Regions from separate parts of the Mus musculus genome. Here region 1 is linked to region 2. Evidence: chromatin contacts called from public promoter capture Hi-C data. All regions are on one chromosome and are shown on one strand. Each heading gives the region's core, a stretch centred on a gene start, on an enhancer-like site or on the middle of the called end of the contact. The rest is flanking DNA. Distances are from core to core; before and after follow the strand shown.

Region 1 (5,366 bases), core at 1,852-4,351, 490 kb before region 2:
CCAGTCGGTCTTGAGTTTCCCGTCCTCCAGTCTCCACCTTCAGAGTACAGGGATTACTGATCTGTAGCGCCATTCCTGGCTAGTTTGATTGCTGTTATTACTTGGGTTTTAGTGTTTTTAAGAGGGAATTGGGGGACTGGAGAGATGCTCAGTGGTTAAGAATGGGACCTTTCCAGAAGACCTAGGTTTGAGTCCCAGGACCCGCATAGTGTCTCATAACTGTTCGTAACTCCGGCTTCAGGAGATCTGATACCCTCTTCTGGCCTCTACAGGCATCAGACATGCAAGTAATACACAGATAGACGTGCATATAAAACACCCATATGTGTGATATAAGATAATTTGTCTTTTATTTTGTTGTTGTTGTTGTTGTTGTTGAGAAAGGGTTTCTATAGCCACGGTTTATGCTGGAACTCACTATGTAGACCAGACTGGCCTCATACTCACAGAAATCTACTTGCCTCTACCTCCCAAGGGCTGAAATTAAAGGCATTTTCTACCATACCCAGTTACAAGATAAAATAATTTTCAAAAAATTAAAAGCGAGTATTTTTTTTACTTGATTTTGTTGTTGTTGCTTAACGCAGTCTTGTTATATTGCCTACAATATTCTCAAGCCCATGAGCTCCTGTGGTCCTTCTGCCTTAGCCTCCTGAGCAGCTGGGACACCAGGTACATAGTTAAGCCCAGCTCCTCAACTCATTAAAAGGAAAAAAGTGTGTGTGTGTGTGTGTGTGTGTGTGTGTGTGTGTGTACACGAGCGTGCACGTGTGAGTACAGGTACCCACAGAGGTCAGAAAGGAGTATTGGATACCCTGTGGCTGGAATTACAGATGGTTGTGAGTTGCCTAGTGTGGGCACTGGAGACAGAACTAAAATCTTCAGCAAGAGCCAGGTGTGCTTTGATCTCTGCCACCCTTTTCTAGGGCAGCCCCACCTCTGCTCTAGGTAGCTACTGGCAAAGCAGTGTCATAGAGAATACAGAGAGTTACAGAGAGAGACAGAGACAGAGACAGAGAGAGACAGACACAGAGAGAGACAGAGACACAGAGAGAGAGACAGAGAGACAGAGACACACAGAGAGAGAGACACAGAGAGAGAGACAGAGACACAGAGACACAGAGAGAGAGAGAGAGGGAGAGATACAGAGAGGGGGGGGAGAGAGACAGAGACACAGAGAGAGACACAGAGACACACACAGAGAGAGAGAGAGAGAGAGAGAGAGAGAGAGAGAGAGAGAGACTACTAGCCCAGGGCTGTGGCTTCTGCCCTCAGCTAGCTTAACAGCTGTAGGGAATAAGAGAGTTTATAAGCAGCCTAGAGGAAGAAAGAATGGGCTATTTCCCAGCTGAGGGAATCCAGGAAGACAGAGAGGGGAATTGGCGTTTTGCTTTAGGCTTGTGGCAATGTTGGGGAAGACTGTGTAGTCAGTGGAAGCAATGTGAACAGACCAAGGACACTTAGAAGTTTAGCTGGATGAGGAGATTTCAGGACTAAGAGCCAACATCCCAAGGATAAGCTTGGCCCGGATCTCAAAAAAGCCCTTTTAGTTTTGTTCCTGCATTTTGACTTTATTTTGTTGGCAGTGGAGAATATTCCAGAGTTTTGGCAGCTCTGTGACATGAGCCACACTTTAGTTTTAACACAAAACACAGTACACGGGATGAGCTGGAATGGTCCATATCATGAAGGCTCCGGATAGGAGGAGAGGACACGGGGCCAGGGAGTGATGGGTGTGGGAGGTGGTGGGTGAGCATCCTTGAATGTGTGACCCAAACAAGAAGAACAGAAGGTGACTGCAGGGCTCACAGCCTGAGTTAACTAACGGGGAAGAAATACTTTGACTTGAGAGGATTTGAAAATAGGATTGGAGAGGAGGGAAGTGTGGCATCTGGAACTGTATACATCTGGGGACTGATCACATTAGGCCTTGGTGGGACCCTTAAGAATGGTTGGGATTGCCCTAGAGAAGTATTCAGGGGGGAAAAAAACAGAGGGTTAGCCTCAGAACTTAGGAGGTAAGTGTGGGCAAATGAGTAAATTGTCCCAGGGCACAGAGTCGATTGCAGATGCCAGATTCCAGGGAATTTGGGGGAGCTAGAGGCAGTAAGTGTAAATCCAACTAGAAAGCTATGAGGAGAGAATGAGCTTAGGTTCCTTGTGATGCGATGCTCACCTAGACAGATATCGCTCCTCAAGAGCTGCTCACCTTGTTTTTTGAGACAGTGCACATCTCTCACTGAGCATACTTGTCAGCATTTCCTTGTGGCATTAGTAGATTGCCTGTGTTTCTTTGGCTCCAAGAAATCTTCCTCCCAGAGTATAGAATGAATCTCTTCAGTGGGAGTCCAGTGGCTTTCCTGGTTTGGGTTCAGTGGCCCATTTTGGAGGCTGAGGGCCCAGTGGCCTCTCAGGAATCCCATCTGTACCTTTGTGTCTCTCGGGTTTTGAGTCTGCACCTCTATTTGCCTTTCCATGATAAACCATAAAGTTGCTGAACCCCAGTAACTTTATTAGTTAAATTGTACTGTAGCCCCGACGGTCCTGGAGCTCTTTTCTGCTGCCCCTTTCAGTCCTGCTGGTCTTCAGTTCTCAGTAGAAGACGTTTTTCCGTTGAGGTTCTTTTAAACGCCTACATGCAAACTGAAGTGCACTCAAGCTTTGGTGGAATGTCACCCACAGCTGGAACAGCGGAGGCAAGGGGGGACACCAGCCTTGAGTTCACACTTCTCTTAAATGGTGAAAAAGAAAAACAACGCTCAAGGAAACAGATTCCATAGGAAAGCAGGCAAGATCCAGGAAGAAAGAAACAGAGAAACGAAGAAAGAAACGAAGAAAGCTAGCTAATCTCTTTCCCTGTAAGACACAGAAATCATTTCCCATCCAAGCAAGATGCAGCAGGAGACAACGTGGCCCAGCCACCCATAGCTGCAGTCAAGGGGTCGTGAACCACGACCTGTGACAAGCAGTGAAGCAGTGTGGCCCTGACGATGGTGGTTAGGCCTTGTCTTGCTCCATTAAGCAAACACAGTTAATACAGATGAAAGGAAACCCTGATAGAAGTGAAAATTGAAACCAGGGTGGAAGGCACAAGCCCCGTGCAGCTGCCGTGGCACTTCCTTCTCTGCTAGCAGGATCAACACTTCTGATATGTTTTGGAAGGGATGTAGTTTTTAAAAATATCGTGGGTTTTTTTTTTTTCTTCACAGTGTTTTGGGTTTTTACATCTACCCCAGTGAGAGAAGGATGTGGAATAGAGATGTTAAACAGATGTGGGAGGATGGGGTCCAACCCAACCACCTGGTAGTTTAAGTTTAGCACTATTTATTTATTGATTTATTGATTTATTTTTACATGTATGAATGTTTTGACTGATAGTATGTTGGTAACCACCTGTGTTCCTATGGAAGTTAAAAAAAAAAAAGGGACTTCAGATCCCTTGGAACTGGTGATAGGGGTGGTGGTGAGCCACCATGTGCATGTTGGGAACCAAACCCAGGTCCTCTGCAAGAGCAGCCAGTCCTCATAACTGCTGAGCCATCTCCCCAGACCCAGCATAACCTGTGCCAGGAACTGGCTGTGTAAAATTAGGAAAATGACTGACTCGTGTCTGCTTCCATATTTCCTGTCTGAGAAGGAAAGGGGCGGGGGGGGGGGGGTGGGGGAGTTGGATTAGCCAACCTCTAAATTCTCTTTTGCTCTAAATTCCATTGATTTGTGTTTCTTCGTGGGAAAGTAAGCCTTCCAATGTTTAAACACTCAGTGCTTGAAAGAATAAGCACCTACATAGCAAGCTTTGCTTATGAACATGTCTTACATGTTGGTCTCATGAGGCAAGTTTTTAGAGGGTTTTTTGAGAGGGTTAATATATAAACTTGCCTTCTCCATTTCTTCTGTTGTTTGGCTTTATTTTGGGGGACAGGACCTCATTCTGTAGCCCACACTGGCCAAAAACTCACTGTATAGACCAAGCTGGCCTCATACTCAGAGATCTACCTGCATCCTGGGCCTCCAGAGTGCTTGCACTATAGGTGCAAGCCACCATGTCCAGCCAGCCTTCTGTGTGTCTTACGTCCTCCCAGTTGGCAAAGTGTTTGCCACACACACATGAGAACCTCAGTTTAATCTCCAGCACCCAAATAAAGCAGCAGGTATGATGGCAGGTGCTTGTAACCCCAGCACTGAGGAGGTGGAGACAAGAGGCTCCTTGGTGCTCGCTGGCTGGCCAGCCAGCTTGGCCTGATCACTGAACCTCAGGTCCCAGTGAGAGGTGGGCACTGTCTCAAAAAACAAGGTGAACAGCTCTTGAGGAGCGACATCTGAGTTGACTTACACACACACACACACACACACACACACACACACACACACACACACAAGGGTTGTAGCAGGATAGAAGAGAGCACCAGGAAGTGGAATGCTGCTTCTGTTCTGTGTTCTGTTCCCCCTGACTGTTCCCACCTGCAAAAAAGAACGCACAACACAACAGCCCTTTAAAGAGCGGTGTTTAGTCATCCAGCTTACTTAGGTCAGGTCAGTCCCTCCTCTCAAGTCTAGTCCTATAATTAGTCTTGAGTTTAGTCTTACTTAGGGTAGGTCTAGATATCTCTTCCCCCGATGGGGTTGCACTCCGCTCATCCAGATCAATAGAAGTGGTTCGTTGGCTTGGATTAAAGCGTTACTTCCCTTGTCTGTCTCAACACTGTTGGCCCCACCAGATTTCCTCTGCTTTCAATGCTGTCTCTATCTCTTCCAAGGCAGAGAGATAAGAGAATCTTCCCACCATTCCCACAGAAGCAAAGCAGCAAAGCCCAGCTTCAACTCAGAAAAAAAACAGTTTCAAATCCATGGGCTGGAGAGACGGCTCAGTGGTTAAAGAGCACTGGCTGCTCTTCCAGAGGTCCTGAGTTCAAATCCCAGCAACCACATGGTGGCTCACAACCATCTGTAATGGAAACTGATACCCTATTGTAGTGTGTCTGAAGACAGAGACAGTGTACTCATACATAAAATAAATGAATAAATATTTTTTAAAAAAAATTCTCAGCTCTCGATATTCACGGTCTGCACGAAGACCTTTGTGACATCAAAATGAGAGGTTCATCTTGAAACCAAAGACCATGTCCCATCGTCTTTTTAACTGCAGCCACCAATAAAAGATCTGAGAACCTTTCTTCTCTCCAAGGACTAGGGACATTTTGTTCAGAATGTTTGTGTCATGGTCTCTGTGTGTGGTCACACCTAAAACTTGTCTCTAATCTTCTGGGCAGCCTAGGACTCTGCCATTTTATGTGTGTATGTTGGGAGGGGGTATGTGTGTGTTAGGATGTGTGTGTGTGCATGCACACATGTGTGTTCATTTGTGC
Region 2 (4,843 bases), core at 1,091-3,590:
ATTGTGCCAACGAGGACTGGGCCCTGCCCAGCTGCCCACCTCAGGGATGGGCACCTCACGCCTGTCTCGCCACCTCCTGTGCCAATGTTGCCCCACCCTCCTGGGGGGTGGGGTGCAGCTTCCACTAACAGGTTAGAAGATAGCACTGCCCAACCTTTCGCTCCCTGCCCCGGTCTACTGTCCTGTGCCCATCTGTCTGTCTGTCTGTCTGTACTCCTCTAGGAGAGATATTTTGCCACATATAAAACCGCAGTTCTGTCCTTTGCGGCCACCTCCTGAGCCTGTTTTCTTTGTTGTCACCACACTTTGTCAGCCCTGCAGTCTCACTCTCTCTCCGTGGTGAGGGTGGGGACCTGTTGGGGATCAAGGGGGAGTGCAAGCAAATGCTCCGCCTGCGCCTTTGAGGCCAAGGAGAGATGGTACTTTGTTTTGCTGCTTCGGGATTGTCTGCAGGTGTTCCTCATTCAGCCACAGGCTCACACCAGCCATACCTCCTGTTTCTTCCCTGCAAAGGGGGCGGGGTGGGGTGGGGTGGGGTGGGGTGGGTGCTGCTAATTGAGCCGGTGGGCTCAAGCCTCACTAGTTCACATCTTAAAGACACATACTTTGTTTTTATTTATTTATTGCCCCTTTCTACTCTGACCTCCCTGTGCCCTAGCAGCTCCTCACTAGGGAAGGGTGAACTTCGGCTCCTCTGTATCTCAGAGGTTTGCCTGGATCTGCCTCTTGACTGCTGGGATTAAAGACACCACACACTTAGCACCCAGCTTGGTGTGTGTGTGTGTGGTGGTGGTGGGGGGGGTTATTTGTTCACCTCCTCCCGAGACAGGGTGTCACTCAGTACACTCAGTAGACAAGGGTAACCATGTATCTCCAGCTACACTGGGATTTATTCAGCATCCCCAGATGCTGGGATCACAGCAGTGGGTGAACCAGCATGCCAGGAAGTTTTATTTTGGGACAGGTTTACAATGTAACTCTTGACTGACCTGGGACTCATGCAGCTGAGGTGGGACTCAAACTCATAGCAACTCTCCTGCCTCACCCTCCTGAGTGTGATTGCAAAAGTTACAGATGTGCTATCACACGGGTCCTGAGAGCTTTGGAGCCGGGGAGGTTTTCCGCTGGTGTGAAGAGGTTGGAGAGACCAGGCCCCCTGAGACATGTGAGAACAAAATAAGCAGGTGGCAGGCCCCTCCTCGTCACCAGCTGCCAGGATGTGGGCTCTCATAGCTGTTGTCCTGCCTCACACAGCACCTGCAAAGCTTCCTTGCCTTCCTAGGTCTTGTTTTTGAGGTGACAGCTCTAGAAGACTTGAACATCTGGGTCCCCTGCCTGAGTGCTTCTGTTCATAGTTTGTGTTTAAGGGTCAGTCTGACATCGGACCCCTGATGGCCTCCAGATAAGCCAGCAGATCACAGACAGGGATCTGGGCAGCCCAGGGGCAGAGTCCCTTGGGGAACTGATAGTAGAGTTGTTGAGAGCCCTGCTCTGCCTCCCATCCTCCCCACTACCTTTGCATGGTAATCGATCATTCACGTCTATGTTTAGGTGTGGAGCCAGCATTTATTAAAGATCTCCTCTGTGGTAGGCACAAGTCAAACTGGAAACCACAGATAGCGCTCCAAGTTTCTTGCTGTGGGGGAGCAGTCAGTACCGGGAACACCAGTTCCTTAACCAGAGAGGTCAGAGAAGGCTTTGAGAGGGAGGTGAAGCTCCCTTGAAACCTGGGAACATGGTTAAGTTAACCCGAGGCAGAGAAGAGGGAGGAAGTTCCTAGTGCAGAGGAGAGAGGGGACATGCATGACATGCTAGTGGCTCCTGACTAACACAACATGGTGACAGCTGGTGGCCAGAGCAGCTTGGCAGGAGCAGGTCACAGCAGGCCTTCTAAGTTTTGTTCTGAAGGACTGTAAATGGTCATGGCTAGACACGGTCTTCCCTGCAGATAGATGATGCCGCTGATATCCACCTGGGAGGAAACCTCAGTTCAGGCCATAGAGGAAGGCAGCCACTGACCCCTAGAGGAGTCCAGCGGGGTGTGTGTGTGTGTGGGGGGGCAACTTTACCAGCCTCCACAAATATCATTATGTGCTGCCTGTGATCCCCAAGTTCATAATTCTTCTGCTCCAGGAAACCCTGATTTTGGAAAGAGTAGGGGTTAGGGGGTTGAGATGGAGGAAGCAGGTGTCCAAATACGTCTCTTCCTGCACCAGCTGCCTACAACTGCATTTGCTCAGAACTTAGGTAGGTATTTCTAGCCGGCACAGATAGTAGAGATGGGGAGGAAGTCTTGTTTTTAGGTAACCACGCCCTCTACCCACTTAGACTGCCGGATCAGCAAGCTCGTGGGTGTGGACACGTGAGGACTTTAACAGCCATGACATCAGCCAGCTTGGTGCTGCCACCACTTCTGGGACTCAGAAGCTGAGGCAGGGGGATTCCCTCCTAACTGATTTCCTTTCCCTCACTGCTTCTCTGACTAGCTTCTTCCAACTCTGGTGGATACTGCCTCTGTGACAGAAGGGGGGCAGGCCACAGATCCCAGGTCAGCCCAAAGGTTCACTGTCCCCCCCCTTTTTTTTAATTGATATGAATACAGTGTCACTGTCTTCAGACATGCACCAGGAGAGAGCATCAGATCCCATTACAGATGGTTGTGAGCCACCATGTGGTTGCTAGGATTTTTTTTTTTTTCAAGACAGGGTTTCTCTGTGTAGTTCTGGAACTCACTCTGTAGACTGGCCTCAACCCCAAGTGCTGGAATTAAAGGCGTGTGCCACCACTCCCCAGCAAGGATCACTATCCTGAAATAGGCTGGGTTAAACTGAGGCCACTTTGGCCCAGGATGGGCTTGTGGTTTCAGTCCAATATCCTAAATCTTGTTTTAGCTTCCATAGTGGCTGTCTAGGCTTCCTTCTAAATCAAATCTTCTCAGAGAAGTGTGTGTGTGTGTGCACGTGTGTGTGTGTGTGTGTGTGTGTGTGTGTGTGTGTGTGCACTCGCGCATGTGCGTGTGTGCATGCGCTTGCACAAACAGCATGGAGGCCAGAAGAGAATGCTGGATCCCCTGACCTCCATGGACGCCAGGAACCAAACTCTATTCCCCTGGAAGAGCAGAAAGCCACTCTCAACCCTTCCTAACTGAGCCCTCTCCAGCCACCACCGCAGTTCTGTTCTGTTCACTCAGTGTGCCCCCAGCTTGCCGAATGTCACTTTCAATTCTGCAACTGGGTGACAAAGCAGGACGCCTTTCTTCCCCTAGGAACCAGATGGCAGCCATGCCTCAAACACTGGGTGATTTCTCCAAATACCTTCTGTGCCCCTGTCAAGCCTCCCAGCCCCAACCCCAGCTCCCTTCCTGGGGCTGACATGGAATCAGCCCTGATGGACTGTGTGGATCATGTCTTCAATTCTGTGTTGTTCTAGCTCTGTCCACCAAGAGGAATGGGATGAAGGTGTGTGTCATATGTGCCTGGGTGGGTCTGTGGAGGCCAGAGGTGAGCTTCCAAGGGTTGGTTCTGTTTGTCTTTGCTTACCACAAGCATCCCAGTTAAAGGCTGCCAGGTGTTTCCCTTTCAAAGCAGAGGAGACATTGAAGCACGGGCACTGGTGAGAGATCTGGCTAAGACCGGGGCCTGAGTGAGGACCAGTGGATGTAAATACTGCTGAAGTAGGCACGCAGGGGCTGTTTATGGAGGCTCTCAAAGGCCACATAAGGAAGTTGCTTTGAACTCAGTGGGCAACAGAGAGCCAGCCAAAGCTGATGGAGTGGGGAGTCATGGACCCTGAACTGTCTTTAAGAAAGGTTGGGCCAGCCGTGGTGGTGCACTCTGAGTTCGAGGCCAGCCTGGTCTACAAAGTGAGTTCCAGGACAGCCAGGACTACACAGAGAAACCCTGTCTCGAAAAACAAAAACAAACAAACAACAACAACAACAACAAAAAAGAAAGGTTGGTAAGACATGAGGAGGAGGGAGGGCCCGAGCGCAGTAGAGGTAGAGGTGAATCCCCCCCGCTGGGGGTGCTGCCTTAGCAGAGGGCAGACAGCCATAGGGGCCCTAGGAGGATGCTCCAGTGTGATGTGATGACTACAGCCTCTTTCTTGGAGTCTGCCTTGAATTGTAGTGCTGGAGAAATATATCAAAGATTTCCAATTTTCTCAGGACCAAAGAGAAAATACGGAGTCTGGGACTCCAGCCAAAGGTCAACGTGCCTTTTTTCACTTCTCTTTAGATTTTTTTCTGGGTTTCTCCCAGGTTGTGAAATTCACAAACAACACATTGGTTTTTTTTCTCCCTCTTCCTGCTGGGGCTGCTACTTTCCTCGTGACCCACAAACCCACTGTTGGGTCTACCTGCTGCTGGAGCCTGTGAGGCCAGAAGGCCACTCAGAAGTTTGAGGCAGGAGGATTGCTGGAGTTCAGGAGTTTAAAGCCAGCCAGGGTGACAGATTATATATTTAGGTCCTCTGAAAATAACAAACAAATCAACAAATAAAAAGACTTTTCCCTCTGCTGAGAGAGACTGGCTGGTTTAGATTGTAAAAGACAATCTCACTATGTAGCCCAGGCTCGGTATTTATTGTTTCATTTCCTTTGGAATGGGGAAGGGGCATGGAACTCACTCTGTAGACCAGGCTGGCCTCAAACTCAGAGATCCACCTGCTTCTGTCTCCCAAATGCTGGGATTAAAGGTGTGTGCCACCATGCCCAGCAATCATGGTGATTTAAATTTTTTATTTTTATTACTTTTAATTATATATTGGTGTGTGCATTTGCATGTGGGTATTGCACAGAGTGCAGAAGCCAGAAGCAACAAGTTCCCTGGACCCAGAGTTAATAG

The links. Promoter capture Hi-C pulls out the DNA fragments that hold promoters and counts their contacts.
Region 1: a promoter capture Hi-C map of pre-B cells shows a contact between it and region 2, with 2.9 times the contacts expected there. The contact joins two enhancer-like sites. A contact is called at or near these places in 3 of 39 promoter capture datasets (the C10 cell line, liver and pre-B cells).

Annotation. Positions count from the first base shown.
Region 1 is chr11:98,490,891-98,496,256 of GRCm38.p6, reverse strand. The region is part of intron 3 of Ikzf3 (IKAROS family zinc finger 3); the gene reads left to right. Among named protein-coding and RNA genes, the nearest start is that of Grb7, 47 kb to the right of the region's middle. Within about 2 kb of position 3,101, at least 57 of the 459 cell types and tissues checked have an H3K27ac peak or open chromatin away from gene starts, as enhancers often do. A contact at or near this core is called in pre-B cells, where this site is marked.
Region 2 is chr11:97,996,943-98,001,785 of GRCm38.p6, reverse strand. It overlaps Cacnb1 (calcium channel, voltage-dependent, beta 1 subunit), which reads left to right. Exons shown (of 14, transcript NM_001282977.1): 14 at 1-278. Among named protein-coding and RNA genes, the nearest start is that of Arl5c, 3.2 kb to the right of the region's middle. Within about 2 kb of position 2,340, at least 88 of the 459 cell types and tissues checked have an H3K27ac peak or open chromatin away from gene starts, as enhancers often do. A contact at or near this core is called in pre-B cells, where this site is marked.